Regions from separate parts of the Sus scrofa genome. Here all the other regions are linked to region 3. A link is a contact called in public HiChIP or PLAC-seq data. All regions are on one chromosome and are shown on one strand. The core of a region is the stretch at or near the end of the contact, and the rest is flanking DNA. Distances in the headings are between cores, read along the strand shown. Region 1 has its middle 510 kb from the start of NYAP2. Region 2 overlaps IRS1 (insulin receptor substrate 1). Region 3 has its middle 450 kb from the start of IRS1. Region 4 overlaps LOC102164493 (a long non-coding RNA gene). Region 5 has its middle 530 kb from the start of NYAP2.

Region 1 (2,700 bases), core at 100-2,599, 310 kb after region 3:
AGAACTAATCTTAAGACAAAGCCCATGACAAAACACTATTCTGCAGAAGCTAAATAATTATTCTATAACAATAATCACCTTTTTCTATTTGGAGAAATGAGTAAATTGCCCTCTAGCCCTCTTTCATTAAACATTTAATCCTAAAGTTTATATGGCAAATAATTTACACCTTTGCTTGAAAAATGTTTGAGGCAGTGGTGAATTTAGTTTACATATTCTGAACTCAGAGCTAGTTTATTTCTTTAGAAAAATGCAAAGAGTTATTGTGGTTGGCAGAGTTATTTTAATCACACAAGTAATACGAGCTCATTATGAAAATAATTTAAAGTGTTCCCATCGTGGCACAGTGGATTAAGGATCCAGCATTGCTTCGGCTGTGGCATAGGTTTCAGCTCCAGCTAGGATTTGATCCCTAGCCCAGGAACTTCCGTATGCTTCTAGTGTGGCTGGAAAAGAAAAAAAATTAATAAAATAATTAAAAATTAACATAAAGGTCATCCGTGATCTCATCATCAGAAATTGTCCCTGGAGACAGGTTAGAAATAGTTATAAAACAAGAGTCATTTTGTTATTATACAAGAAAATAATTGTTTTATATTTTGGCAGTTGGTGCTAGAGATTTTTTAGGAAAGGATCTCTTTATTTAGTAAAACACATTAATGGGCCACTTTGAAGGAGAAGGAAGAGGCCCAGAAGGCATGCTCTCAAGAAAGAAGACAAAGAAATTAAACAGCTCTCCATAAGTAATAGCAGAAAGATAAATATGATCAAGTCCAGTGAGAGCAGAAGCAAGCAAGAAGCCACAGGCCTATTAGATTCTAGAAATAAGCAGAAAATTCAAGGAGCACACTGGTCTTCCCAAGTGTAGACAGTGCCACTTAAGCCAAAATTCTTTAAACATTCCAGACCAGGGTAAATTCAGTCTAGGAAGAAATTTAGCATGAGTCTCAACAGAGTGGGTCATGGACTAAGATGGCCTGGAAGCCAGTATCGGTTTCAGCACTTTTCTGTGTGTCTGGGTGTTTGAGGGTGTGTACCCATGAGGCAGGACCCAACAGCAACATAGGAACCCTTAGGAAATAAAACCAGAGGAGTGAATATTATTTCCACTGGAGATGGAAGAACCCCCCCCCCAGCCCCCACCAAACCAAACTGGAAGCAATATAACAACCAGATGAAGTCATCATCAAACTTAAGCTAAAGGAACAAAGGGAGAAGAAAGCGTCTGAGGGACCCAAGGGTGAGAATCTGTGTCAGAAGCTAGAATCAAGCCAGAGAAAATAGGATTGTGCTGGGCCTGCCTGATGGAAATTGGAGCCGCTGAGAAGGCAGAACAGCTGTCGGAAACCCTGCCCCAGGAAAAAATATCAGAAGCTCTGCCTGGAAAAAACACTTTGGCCACACACATCTATAAACTATATGAAAGAGGAAGAAAATAATTCTGACCCACAAGGACATGTGAGGAAAGAATCTGAAAACAAAGAGACTCAAAACTATTTGTATGTATGCATGCATATATGTTGTTGAATATACATATTTATGCTTATGTATCTCTCTATATACACACATATGACACAAACAAATGAAATCATGATTCCACACATTTTGTAATCTCATTTAATACTTAATATGACATGGATATTTTCTCATGGCACTAAATATAAATATTAATCCACATATCTAGCTTTGTGACTATTATTTAGCTACAGAATTTACTTATATGATTCCATATAGTTATTTGATAGTATTTTAAGTTGTTGTTCTTCCTATTGAGAAAAAAATAGATATGTAAAATACTGTTAAAAATCTCAGTCCTTGGGTATTGGAAAGTATGTGTAATATGCTTGCAAATGTGGCTTTTTAAATTGAAACCTTATTTCTGTATTCCTTTCTTCATGAAAACCTCTTAAAAAACAGATTGTGTAATGTGTGTTAATAACTTCAAAATAAATAATTAGCATCAGAGTTGGAATGTCATCACTTAGCATCCATCATAGCCACCCAGAACCCTGTTATCTTTGAAGTTTTCTGCTGAAAATGATATATGTCATCATGCTAAATCAAGACGAGTTAGTGATCAGAGCATGGCTAAGGTCACTTGAAGGTTCCTTTGATGCAGACATTCCTCAGTTTAGAGGTAAAATCATCCTGACCTTCCTAACTGTGCTTTACCTTTCTGAAAGTGGAGGAAGCTACATAATTGACTGAAGTGTGCAGAACAGTTTGCACAAATAGGAAATTTAGACACTAAATAGTGTGAACTGTAAGCCAAATGCAAGTGGAGCATATCAAAGGGTGATAAATGTCATTGCACAATAGTTGAAATTGTTCCTCTTTCTTTTTCTCTCTGTATTTTTTATTTTCTCACTTTAAAACAATTTTCTCCCCCCGCCCCGCACAATAAAAAGACCAGTTTGAACTAGGCATGTTTTTATGTTCTTTTCATACTCTTGATTTCAAAAATACAGAATGACACATCATTCAAAGGAGCTTAGATTTGGGGCATGATAATCCAAGGATCCCATTTCACAAATGGACATCAATTGTCCAAGTTGGATTTAGCTCATTAACCTAGGTACACTTTCTTTTTTAATATCAAGATTTCTTTTATTAAGATGTATTTTTAGAGCAATGTTATATTCATAGCAACAGTAGGAGGATGACAGAGATTTTGTATATACCTCTTTCCCTCCACACATG
Region 2 (2,700 bases), core at 183-2,682, 400 kb before region 3:
TCTTTAGTGTTTAACAGAAAAAGTCAAGGCAGGGCGCCTGGGTCTGCTTGATTTCCTTTTGCCTCATGACAGAAACGGTATTGCAAACACCTTTTGCTAAACCTACACCACATTGCAAACCAAGTTGTGATGTTATTTGAAGTCTACCGGTTTGTGTCAGAGCCAGACACATAAAACTTCTGTCCTGTATTTCTGAATATTACAAAAACAAACAAACAAAAAAAACCCCAAAAAACCTGATGTGAAATGACAGTATAAGCCTCAGAACTGGAATTTTAATTCCTGTTGGGGAAAATAGACGGCAGAAATAATTCCCATGAAAGCAGAAGAAAGCGCGACTTTTATGACTTTCTTACTCGGGTCGGGAAGATGATATCATGTTATTTTCAGGTCTTCAGGTAACAGTTGATTTTGGTTGAGCTCTGTTAAAATGAAAGCTTCCTTTCCCCCAGCACATGTGGCCTGACTTGAAATGCTGCATTGTTTTTTCTGAGTTCCTCTACCTTGACTGTCAGGTATGTGGGGACATATTAGAATTTTGCCAGAAGAGTTCCCGTTGTGGCTCAGCAGAAACAAAGCCCGACTAATATCCATGAGGATGTGTGTTTGATCCCTGGTCTTGCTCAGTGGGTCAAGGATTTGGTGTTGCCGTGAGCTGTGGTGTAGGTCCCAGACTCGGCTTAGATCCTGCATTGCTGTGGCTGTAGCAGCTGCAGCTCTGATTCAGCCCCTAGCCTGGAACTTCCATAAGCCATGGGTGCGGCCCTAAAAAGCAAAAAATAACATAAAAAAAACGAGTTTAGGCAGAAGAGAGATCTGAGACATTTTGATTTACATTTCGGGGGGAGATGTTTATGGGGTTGACCCCCCATTTGCTTCATCTTTCAGTTACCTTTTGCTTTATCAGCATGCTCTGTCTTTCATAAAAGGAGTGGTAACAGAAGTGCCTATCCTTTGGCTTAAACGATTTCTGATTGGTTATTCAGATTTCCTTACTAGATCAGTGGTGGAATACTTGCATTGTTGAGGACGCTCTGTCGTTGTTCTTGAAATCTATCTTCTCTGTGAGTCCTGGCCCTCCGAAAAGTTTCTGGACCCTCCTCCTGCCTTTTGTTGCCGGGGAAGGAGGAGTCCTTGGTGCTGGACCGCAGCAGGAGCCCGGAGCCTGCAGGCGTGGTGGTTGGCTCCTGGGGTCCTCCCTCTCCCTCTCTTTCTTTTGCATAATACATGTGCCTTCCTTCATTGGTGGTCCCCTGAAGTCACCAGCCCTGCCAGAAGGTCTTTCCTGGGACAAAAGGGGAACTGGAGCGAGATGGCCTCTCACATGTTGGCACCTCTCCCTGAATTTCCTTCCTTGGCAACTCTGTGCGCTGGAAGGGCTGGCCAGCAACCTTGTTATTTTCACCAGCCCTGCCCATGTGACTCGCACCAGGCAAAAGTGCTATGTAAGCAGCTCCATTAAAGCACTGGCTTGGCCGGTCGGTTACCCTTTGCCATTTAAGACCATGAAACCAAGTCTTTCCAGCTCAATTCTGGCCTATTTTAAAAGATGTTGGTTTCCTTTCTTTAGCTACGATGGCCCTCTCCTCCTGTCAACATAAAGTAGCAAACATCTTGGTCTCACCTCTGACTTTCTTTCTTTAGTTCAACTAGATCTTGATTTTTTTCTTTTTTCTCTTTGGGGATAATGGCCGGAAAGCTTTAAAACAGAATGCTTTTTCACTATTTAGATCTGAGCTTTTGCAGAGTCTCAGCTTGCCCCCACACTTCCCAGCCGTACCCTGGGAAGAGCAGAGCAGTTCCCCTTGGCCCGCACTTGAAGCTCTCTGGATTGAACGTGCATTTCCTTTTTCCTCGGGTGGTCACCACAGCCAACACCTGGGCTGGGCCTGCTGCTTTCTCCTTAGATGCTACCGTTGAAACCACATAGTGGAAGCCAAGCTCTAAGGCAGGAAATTCCTTTCATAAAAGGTTTGACTGTCCATCAGGTGGGTCCGTGCTTTCACCTATCCATCCAAGACTGCGTGGTAAATGTTAAAATGAGGAGCACTGGTATACTACCAGAACTATCAATGTATTTGATACTGATGATTGGAGAGAAATTACTGGGCCCATTTTTCAGACGTCAAGTACTCCGAGAAACAGAGTACTTTTGCAGTGTTTTTATAAGGTGTTTTCTTACAGGTAAGCATTGTAGGAGACTTGGTCAGCTCTAAATCAGTGGTGCTGTGAATTAATTGCATTAGCATCAAAGAGGTGGCTGAAGAAATGATCTGTGGTCATAGGTAACGGTATACAGTGGAATACAATTGTGTGAAGTAAGGAATCAACGGACCTGGGAAGACAGCATATAGAGAGATGTCATAGGCGCTCTATGCTTAGCATCCTGCAAGGCGCAAAGGTACCCACCGCCTCTCTGCTCTCACATCCGTTCCACCTTTTTTCTTCTTCAAATCCCAGCTTAAGGTAACCTCCTCCTTGTAGAAGAGTCCCCCCTGCCCCACCTTCCTGGCTCTTCTGCATACTTTGCCTGTGCCCTTCCCTTCAGGACTTAACGCTTTGGGAAACCAAACCCAGGAAGCCAGAGGGTTTTTTTCTCCTTTCAAACTGTCCTACTTCTCCATATACATAGTGAATTGGGAGCACGCGAAAGGATAGAATACCAGGAAGTTGCAAGAGTTGGTTGACATTTTATCTTCT
Region 3 (2,700 bases), core at 170-2,669:
TTGAATTCAATTATCTGTTTCCATTGTTAAAAAATAAGCAGTTTTTAAAAGAAGCAAAGTAAATATTCTACTGAATGGGGGGTTTTTGTATTCAGTTCACCTTGCTGGAACAAATAGAATTATACATTATAGCTTGCAAATGAAGGATAAAGAAGATGGCATATAAATTCACATTCAGGCATACACTTACAGCGGCTATAAAACTACAAATCAAACAGGCACATTCAGTATTTATTAGTGATTTTATATTGGATTCTTCAGTCTCTATTGAAAGGCATAGTCAAAGAGTTGCAAATTAATAGATATTCTGCACTTGGAATTCATGTTTCTTTTCCTTATATTTCATGGAGACCAGGAAACTCTGAGTTGTGTTTTTTTAATCCCTGCTTCAAAAGCCTTCCTAAGGAGAGAGTAAGAGTATACAGAGTTTTGAATAGATTTCCCTGTGCTATACAGTATCCTGTTACTTATCTATTTTATACAGATAAGTATATATATATATATATATATATATGTGCATATATGTATATACATATATAGTAGATCTATATAGTGTATAGGTATATTTGTATATCTATTTAATATGGCTAAGATAGTGTGTGTGTATATATATATATTAATCCAAACCTCCTAATTTATCCCTCCCCCCCACTATTCCCCCTTGGTAACATACACTTGAAACTTACACAACATTGTAAATCAACTATACTCTAATACAGTATTTTAAAAATCAAAGAAAATAAAAATAAAAATGTATAGAGTCCTTGGGAGTGTGGGCTAAATAAGATTGAAAAATAGCGAGAAATCAAGGTGTAGGCTGAGCATTCACCTCTGTAAGCTCCCCTGCTCCCCAAGTCCATCTAGATCTCTACATCTGAGCCTCTTTGATGGCACCACTGCCGCCGCTGGACATGCCCACAGACCTCCAGAGAGGACACTGTGGATTCTGCTCCCTAGAGCCTTCATTGGAAAACAAGCTGAAAACACAATGGGCAATCTTTAAATTCCACTCCAAATAATGATATTTACACAGTAGAGATAGAGTAGTCAACGGGGTGGGGCTGAAGTCTTGAATTAGCCACATCGATCTAGGCAAGTGATGGATACGTTTCCCACTGCAGGGAAGAGGCACGCAAAGTAAAGAGCTTTATCTTCTATTTAAAAACTCTATGGACAAATCCATCAGGCTACTTGACAAGTAAATTAAGCAGGGTTCCAGCTTTCAAGGAGCCCAACTCATATTTGTAGCAGGCAGCAACAAATCACAGTCCTGTCCATCCACTGGGCTTCCCCTTTAGGAGCTTAACTGGCTCCAAAACCACCCTCAGAATTTATGCGTCTCGGTCTTCCTTACAGTCAGAGCCAAGTCACTGAGAGCCACCCACAGCTGCTGCTGTTTCTCCTGGATGTGGCTATTCCTGGAACAGGCTGGCTTTTCTTCTTGCACAACCCACCCAAAGGGTAACTCATTTCTTCTCTGGGCTTGGGGAAAGCTGCGGCAGTTACAAGTCACATTTCAGTTCCTGATGGACTGTGACATTGAAGTTAGTGAGTTCCATTTGAGGACAGAGACTCCCAATGCTTTTCACTTACTATCACTCTGATTGAAGAAGAAGGCAAAGCCTCAGTCTAAAAAAAAAAAAAAAAAAAAGGAAAGAAAAATAGAATGACAGAGGTCACTTTCCTGAAGAGTGACACTCTGTAGGGTGTGCAAGAAGGAACTAAATAAACTAGTTGTGTCAGATATTTATTAAGCATGAAGTGTACTTAGGAGTCTGAGACACAAGGATGAATGGCAAATAATATGTCCAAGGCCTTGTCCATAGTGATTAACACCCTCACACACCATATGGGTGTCTTGTAAGTACTAATGCTGAATTAGCTTGCAAACCAAGGGCCACATGCTCATCTCTGCAGAGAAATACACATGAAGGCCATCACATATGTCTTCCCAGCCCCCTCCTCTTCATCATTGTGGCTACTGTCTCTTTGGTGCCTTCCATGAGCCTAGGCCTAAACGAAATATCTTGGCCTCATTTAAGCCTTGTGCAACTTTGTTGGTTATTTATTCTTGATCTGACATCACAGGAGTTGAGGTTGATGCTCAGGAGGTTTTATCCATTCCTTCTGTTTTTAGCTGATATGGAGCATCAGCTCTGTGTCAGATGCTGCTCTGGGGTCTTGCCCGAGAGATCTGGGGCCTCCGAAATCTCTCAGCCACCAAGCTATGCCTCTAGTCGCATCACCTCCTCCTGGTAGGTGTGCCCCATCTCAAACCCAGAGATAACTCTAAACCCAGACATAAGATGGGACCTACGCCACTGGCATAGTGGGCCCCCAATTAAACAGAACACAATTCATCTTGATTGAGCCTGTGTAGCTATGGAAGGGGAGTATTATATGCCCATAAAAAGGGCAGAAACAGAAATGGCTCCCTGGGCAACTCTCAATTTTCATAACATTTGAATAACCCAGATTCTACATCCCCTGAGCATTTTGGCTAAAGACAGCTCTTTATATACATGTCATGTTCTTCTGAGCTTGTTAGCATAAGCTCATTGCTACCTCTTCTGACAGAATTTCCCTGACCATTCTAGTAAAAGTAACATTGTTACAGGCATAGAGTTACAGGTATATAGGACAAGTTTATACCTATAGATTTTATTTTAAGTAGTAATTATTCTCAGTTATTTGCTTACT
Region 4 (2,700 bases), core at 103-2,602, 300 kb before region 3:
GTATCTCAAAGAAGCGGCTTAGAATTCAGGCTTAAATACTATCTCAGCGATTTTTTAAAAAGTGAAATGGGCTTTTCGAGAAATAGATGGGAGACATGAGAGTTTGTGACAAAGTTTGGGTGTGATGTCAACTTCTAGTCTCCCCTCCTGTGATGAGTCCATCTTCCCTGGTTGATGAAACTCCTGGGGAAGGGATTTACAGTTGAGTTCCTTTTGGAAGCTCTGTCTTGAGGCAGATAAGGAAAATCCAGAGAAAGCTCCTCCTTGCGTTTGCTGTTTTCAGGTGCTGGGTTTTGTTTGTTTGTTTGTTTGTTTGCTTGTGGTTTTTTTTTTGAACAAAAAAGAAAATTCATTTATTTACTCTCATGGGACTACAAACTCACATTTGCATCAAAATAATAAACCATCAAGACACAGGAAAAAGTGCAGAAATTTTGCATTTGCTGTTTTCAAGTGCTGTTACCAAAGTGGCATATTTGGGGTGGCATGTCCTATGAGGCTTTAAAACTTAATATCAATTGGTTTAACTTTTGGTTAAGGGACATTTGGTTAAGGAGTCACTCCTAGAACAGGGAATGATGTCAGGTTTATCATCTCTATTGGACTGTACTCAGAAAGATCTTTTGGAACTTTGGATTCATGGAGGAATAAAATGGAATATTTTTTTCCATTCATAGAAAGAATAATTCTAGAGGTTGGGGAGAGGGAGAGGGGAAGTAAGGAGATGGAGAGAGAGAGGGAATTGCCTTTACTACTACCAGCCAACTATTGGCTATTCCATATCCCTCCAGGCATTTTTTAAGCATCCAGGACATGTCAGTGCAACTCTTAGTATTTAAGTTGTATTGCCTGGAAAATTAAAGGTCATACTATATTGTAAGGTGTGGCTTCATTGTAATTAATTCTGTATACAACTAGTTTTATTAGAGTTCCATCAGCTATTGGCCCTCCATGGGCAGCTACCACTGGCTGGCCTGCAATTAGCCCCGTATGTGTTAGACCACAGCTGAGGTACCATGTGTACCCACGTAATGAAAAGCCCATGAAACTTAGACATGCTGCATCTTCTTAGAGCAACTCCAGTGGGGTTCTGCAAGTTCCTTTGCAGAAGTGACTTTAGGCTGCAGGGAAACGTAAGGTCAAGGCCTTTCCCAAGCAAAACATGCTGGGGACATTTCCCTGCATCAGCACTGACTGTGGTTAGCAAGGAAACCCCTGGTGCCTGGTGAGGTAGGAGGAATGGATTCTAAAGATGCTTGGCTCCTGGAGCATTGGCAGTGGGGCAGCCTGCCTGCGGCGGCCTCCAGAGAGACTTTGACAAAGGCGAAGGAAGCTCCCTGTTTGCTAGCATGACTCACTCCACGTTTGCTGGGTGGTTCACACGCCTGCCTGCCCACAGGCCGGAACAGGAAGGCCCTCATTGCGCTCAATTTTTTTCCTGAATGCCTTTCTCAACAACAGCGAAAGGAAACATTACTGTTTGGCTTGGAGCCATTCAGGTCACTTGGTACTCAGAGTGCTTAGGATGTAAGAGATGGGCTCGGCCAAGACCTGCGGAGACGCGCAAGGCTGCAGTTATGCCTGTCTGTGTTTTAGATTAAACGGCTGCCTTTTGCAGTAAACAATTCTGGGTGATTTAAGACACCGGGAACTCCCTAAACTAGCAAAACCCCCAACCCGAGTCTGACCATCCGTTTTACAGGCCTAGTTTCACAACCAGTAACCGCCCGGTGTGTGGGTGTGGGGGGGGCCTTGACTCTGCCACCCACTGAGTCTCTTGAATTAAAATAAGAAAGGCCCCGCAGGCCAGCTACGCCCTTCTTAGAGCTGATTCCTCTGGAGGGACCAGATGGGTGGGGTGAGTATGGCCTGGGGGAAAAAAGAAGAGGAAACCAGAAGGTTTCTTAACATACAAAGGGGTCAGGATGCCTGGAGCTCCCCAGCTTCTAGGTGGAATTACAGGCACCGGAAGACCCCAAGGACAGCAGTTCTATCATCAGAAGCTCCTAGAAAATGTTAACAGCCCCCACCCCAGAAAGTGCCCTTCCTTGTCATGGGTGCGTGTCCTTCCTGGGCCTGTAACAATTCCTCTAGGGACCTCTGGCTGGACCCACCCCTGGGAAGACTGCTTCTCTGGGCTCAGGGGCCAGATTGTGCTGCCATTTGTAGCAGAAACTAGGGTCCGAGGAGGGGGTGGAAAAACTGTTTTCTTCCTTAGTTTCAGGCCCTCCCCGTGCTCAGAGTTTAACAGCGTCCCCCACGCCTGGCTTCCTTAGCTGCCTTCTCTCCACAGAGGCTCAAGCTGGGGGCCAGAGGCGGGTGTCCGGAGGGTGGGGTGGGAGGCAGATTCCACACCTTTTCTTCTGGCCTCCTCACTCCCTGACTCCTTCCTTCTTTCAGATTCTCTGGTACCTGCTCCATCCACGTCTTAGCCTCAGACCTGCTGGCATGCAGATCACCTCTTGCAAAGTGACACAGGTGCAGGGGTTCCTGGTGCAACTGTTCTGACCCAACTGAAAGCTGAAAGAGTTAGGGCTCACCCAGAAACTCTCTCCTGGTGAGTTTATTCCACATCCCTCAGGGACTTTGTCAGTTTATAACAATATATACCCAGAAAGGCAGGCTGCCTAAAAGTTTTTTTTTTTTTCTTTTTTTCTTAATCTTGGAAATAATATTTCAGGGACTCTTGTTAGGAAAACA
Region 5 (2,700 bases), core at 154-2,653, 290 kb after region 3:
ACTCAGCCCATCCTTTGAAGACATCCCACTAACTTCTTACAGTAGACCAGCCCTGGATAGTAAAACCCAGTGGACTCCCCTTAGGAGCTGAGGTTCTTTCAAGCCGAAAAATGGAACCCCGACGGAAATCCTCTGCTCATAAAGGTGCCACCATCATTTTAGTATCGCGGATGCAAAGTCAACATGACCGCAAGCACACACGTCCTCATATACACGCTTCTACAGTCATGCTCTTCCACCCTTGCCAGCTCTTAAAATATAATTTCTTTCCTCTCAGGAGACCTGGGGCGGGGGGCAGGGGGGAGGGAGAGCTGAGATTTCAGCCTCTAACTGAACATGTCGCTCAGCCTTTTTATTCAGGCACAGGCACTATAAGAATGTAGTATGTTGGCTGCAACTATTTGTTTGCTTAATTTCTCAGAGTTCAGTGAGGTCATTTTGTCATCTTCCCTGTGTTTTCTGTATTTTACAAAGAATTGCCAGCTTCCAACAACACCCTCTTTCTTCCCATTGGAAATGGAAACACGTCCTCCGCAGGAATTTTCCACTTAGCAGATCCAGCTTCCCTAGCTAGGGCCTCAGCACACCAGCCTGCAATGCTGTATTTCTTTCCACTGCAGTTTGACATTTTTGAGCCAGCACAATGAGTTGCATTCAGTCATTTGAAGTCCTCCCCTTTCTACATCATTTTTTTTTTTTTTAAATAATGCATACTTTCGAGCAATTTCAGGAAGAGAGCAGAGGCTTTTAGGCAACATTAAGTTTAATTAGTTATGTCACTGTCACAGAATCAGAATCCGTTGGAGTAATGCCCCTCCCTCCCCCACAATTTCCCCATTCCCCAGCCCCCTTTCCTCTCCTTCTGGTAAACACATTTAAGGACAAACCTCATGGTCCATATACTCTGCTTGTAATTGTTTGCCTTTGCAAATTATTTCCTTTGGATAATATTTACAAACTATATATCACTGCCTGACACGATGATAAGAGGGGACGCAGATTGCTTATAATCTCAGCTGTAAACAAGAGACGGGAACACGCGCTGGAAAACATGTTCAGTGCCCTGTCTGGAAGCAGCCGCCTCTGCAAATGCTCGCAGCAAAGTGGGAGCTGGGTCGCAGCCTTGCCCAAGGCTGCAGCTTGAGACCCAAACGCCAACGCCAGCCAGCGGCGGCGGAGGAGCCGGGTGGGGGGCAGTCCGCGGGGCCATCCCAAGTCCCTGGCGGGGGGGGGGGGAGGGAAGAGGGAGGAGGGGGGAGGAATTTGGGAGGGTCAACGAAAGGCTGCGTCGAGAGGAAAACAATGCGTGCCTTCCAGAAAGCAAAGGCAGCACACGCGAACACAGATGCCTGCGGGACCCGGCTCCCCGCGGGCAGGGGAGGCGCGGGGCGGTGCCTCCCCCGTCTGGCCGGGTGGTAGCGTCTCAGACAGCCGGGCCGGGGTGGAGGGGTGGGGGGTCAACCCAGCGCAGAGGAGGGAGTCTCCAAAGGCACCGGGATTCTGCAGAGAGGGGAGGCAGGAGGAAGAGGGGATTTGTTCAAGCTGGGAGGGTGGGCCTCAGGATAAAAGAAGTGAAAGAAGAAATAGATTGATGCTGTGCAGGACACCTAGGGTATTTCTTTCAGGGGGTATTACTTCCACTTTTAGGCAGGAACAAGAGCTGGGAGGAAAACAGCAGCACGGGCTGACAGCTCGGAGGTGATCAAAGGAGAGAGCGTGAATGGCTTGCTCGGCCAGCCTTTTATTAAAAAGAGAGGGTGCTCCCTGGCCACTCGAGGCGGGAGAGCAGGGATTAGGATCAAATAGCGAGAGATCGGCCTCACTTCCTTTATTCGGGAGGGAAAAAATGTGTGTGTATATATATATATATATATATATACGGAGAGAGAGAGAGAGACAGAGAATGCTACCCATTCCTTCCCACAGACAAAATAGACATTCTCTCTCATCATACAAGTAAAGAAAAGAAATTCTACTCTTTCTTTCCCAGTGTTGCTGCCTCTGTCTTGTATTAGCACACGATGGATGGTCCGTCGGAGGACATTTTTAAGCGAAGTCCTCCTTTGGGGAAGGTAGCGAACTTTGTGTGAGTCTAATTAACCTCGCAAATAAAGTTTAAGGCCCTCTTGGGATTTGGGTAGAACTTCTCTTTTCCTGGATAACAGGGCAAACTGTTAGCATGCACTTTACTGAGGCAAGCGACTCCTGTTGTAAAAACGAAGATTCCCAGCAGTTTAGGTAAGGGTAAGGACTGCGGAGGTTTCTAATGTGGAAAGGACCTCAGATGCTTTATTAGCGTTAACGCAGGGTTTGATGTCACAATAAGGAAGAAAATGTTAGGCTTCAGCCCCGTGTATGAACTGCACCTTCTGGTTAGAGAAACATGATCTTTACACTTAGAGATGCAACGAAGCTGCGAGGCTTGAATGAAGTGGGAAATAACGTATAATTTATTTTGCCTGAGAATCAGGTACATACACGCGCAAACTTACAACAGTTTTTATCAGCTAAAGCTTTGGGCGATGAGCGAGTTGAATAAGCAAATTAATTTTTACCTAAATTCACATTTTGAAATGTCCATACTCTAAACTCTTTATTTAATCATAAGGTAGTTATATTTTGTTGGATTGTTTTTTTAAACCTAGTACCAGGATTCAAAGATAAACGTAGCAGGGCAGGTCCAGATGACCGTCAAGCAGT

Evidence for each region. HiChIP or PLAC-seq counts read pairs in DNA pulled down with a chosen protein or histone mark.
Region 1: an H3K27ac HiChIP or PLAC-seq map of skeletal muscle shows a contact between it and region 3. The contact joins two enhancer-like sites. A contact is called at or near these places in 2 of 2 datasets of contacts at active chromatin or transcription factors (alveolar macrophages and skeletal muscle).
Region 2: an H3K27ac HiChIP or PLAC-seq map of skeletal muscle shows a contact between it and region 3. The contact joins two enhancer-like sites. A contact is called at or near these places in 1 of 47 Hi-C or Micro-C datasets (embryonic fibroblasts) and 1 of 2 datasets of contacts at active chromatin or transcription factors (skeletal muscle).
Region 4: an H3K27ac HiChIP or PLAC-seq map of alveolar macrophages shows a contact between it and region 3. The contact joins two enhancer-like sites. A contact is called at or near these places in 1 of 47 Hi-C or Micro-C datasets (embryonic fibroblasts) and 1 of 2 datasets of contacts at active chromatin or transcription factors (alveolar macrophages).
Region 5: a contact with region 3 is called in an H3K27ac HiChIP or PLAC-seq map of skeletal muscle. The contact joins two enhancer-like sites. A contact is called at or near these places in 1 of 47 Hi-C or Micro-C datasets (embryonic fibroblasts) and 1 of 2 datasets of contacts at active chromatin or transcription factors (skeletal muscle).

Annotation. Positions count from the first base shown.
Region 1 is chr15:127,541,365-127,544,064 of Sscrofa11.1, reverse strand. It overlaps the pseudogene LOC110256922. Among named protein-coding and RNA genes, the nearest start is that of NYAP2, 510 kb to the right of the region's middle. Within about 2 kb of position 1,349, at least 3 of the 83 cell types and tissues checked have an H3K27ac peak or open chromatin away from gene starts, as enhancers often do. A contact at or near this core is called in skeletal muscle, where this site is marked.
Region 2 is chr15:128,251,968-128,254,667 of Sscrofa11.1, reverse strand. All of the region lies in intron 1 of IRS1 (insulin receptor substrate 1), which reads left to right. Among named protein-coding and RNA genes, the nearest start is that of IRS1, 54 kb to the left of the region's middle. Within about 2 kb of position 1,432, at least 15 of the 83 cell types and tissues checked have an H3K27ac peak or open chromatin away from gene starts, as enhancers often do. A contact at or near this core is called in skeletal muscle, where this site is marked.
Region 3 is chr15:127,851,245-127,853,944 of Sscrofa11.1, reverse strand. No RefSeq gene overlaps it. Among named protein-coding and RNA genes, the nearest start is that of IRS1, 450 kb to the left of the region's middle. Within about 2 kb of position 1,419, at least 5 of the 83 cell types and tissues checked have an H3K27ac peak or open chromatin away from gene starts, as enhancers often do. A contact at or near this core is called in alveolar macrophages and skeletal muscle, where this site is marked.
Region 4 is chr15:128,153,788-128,156,487 of Sscrofa11.1, reverse strand. LOC102164493 (a long non-coding RNA gene) reads left to right here. Exons shown (of 5, transcript XR_001301648.2): 4 at 2,401-2,557. Among named protein-coding and RNA genes, the nearest start is that of IRS1, 150 kb to the left of the region's middle. Within about 2 kb of position 1,352, at least 25 of the 83 cell types and tissues checked have an H3K27ac peak or open chromatin away from gene starts, as enhancers often do. A contact at or near this core is called in alveolar macrophages, where this site is marked.
Region 5 is chr15:127,557,859-127,560,558 of Sscrofa11.1, reverse strand. No RefSeq gene overlaps it. Among named protein-coding and RNA genes, the nearest start is that of NYAP2, 530 kb to the right of the region's middle. Within about 2 kb of position 1,403, at least 54 of the 83 cell types and tissues checked have an H3K27ac peak or open chromatin away from gene starts, as enhancers often do. A contact at or near this core is called in skeletal muscle, where this site is marked.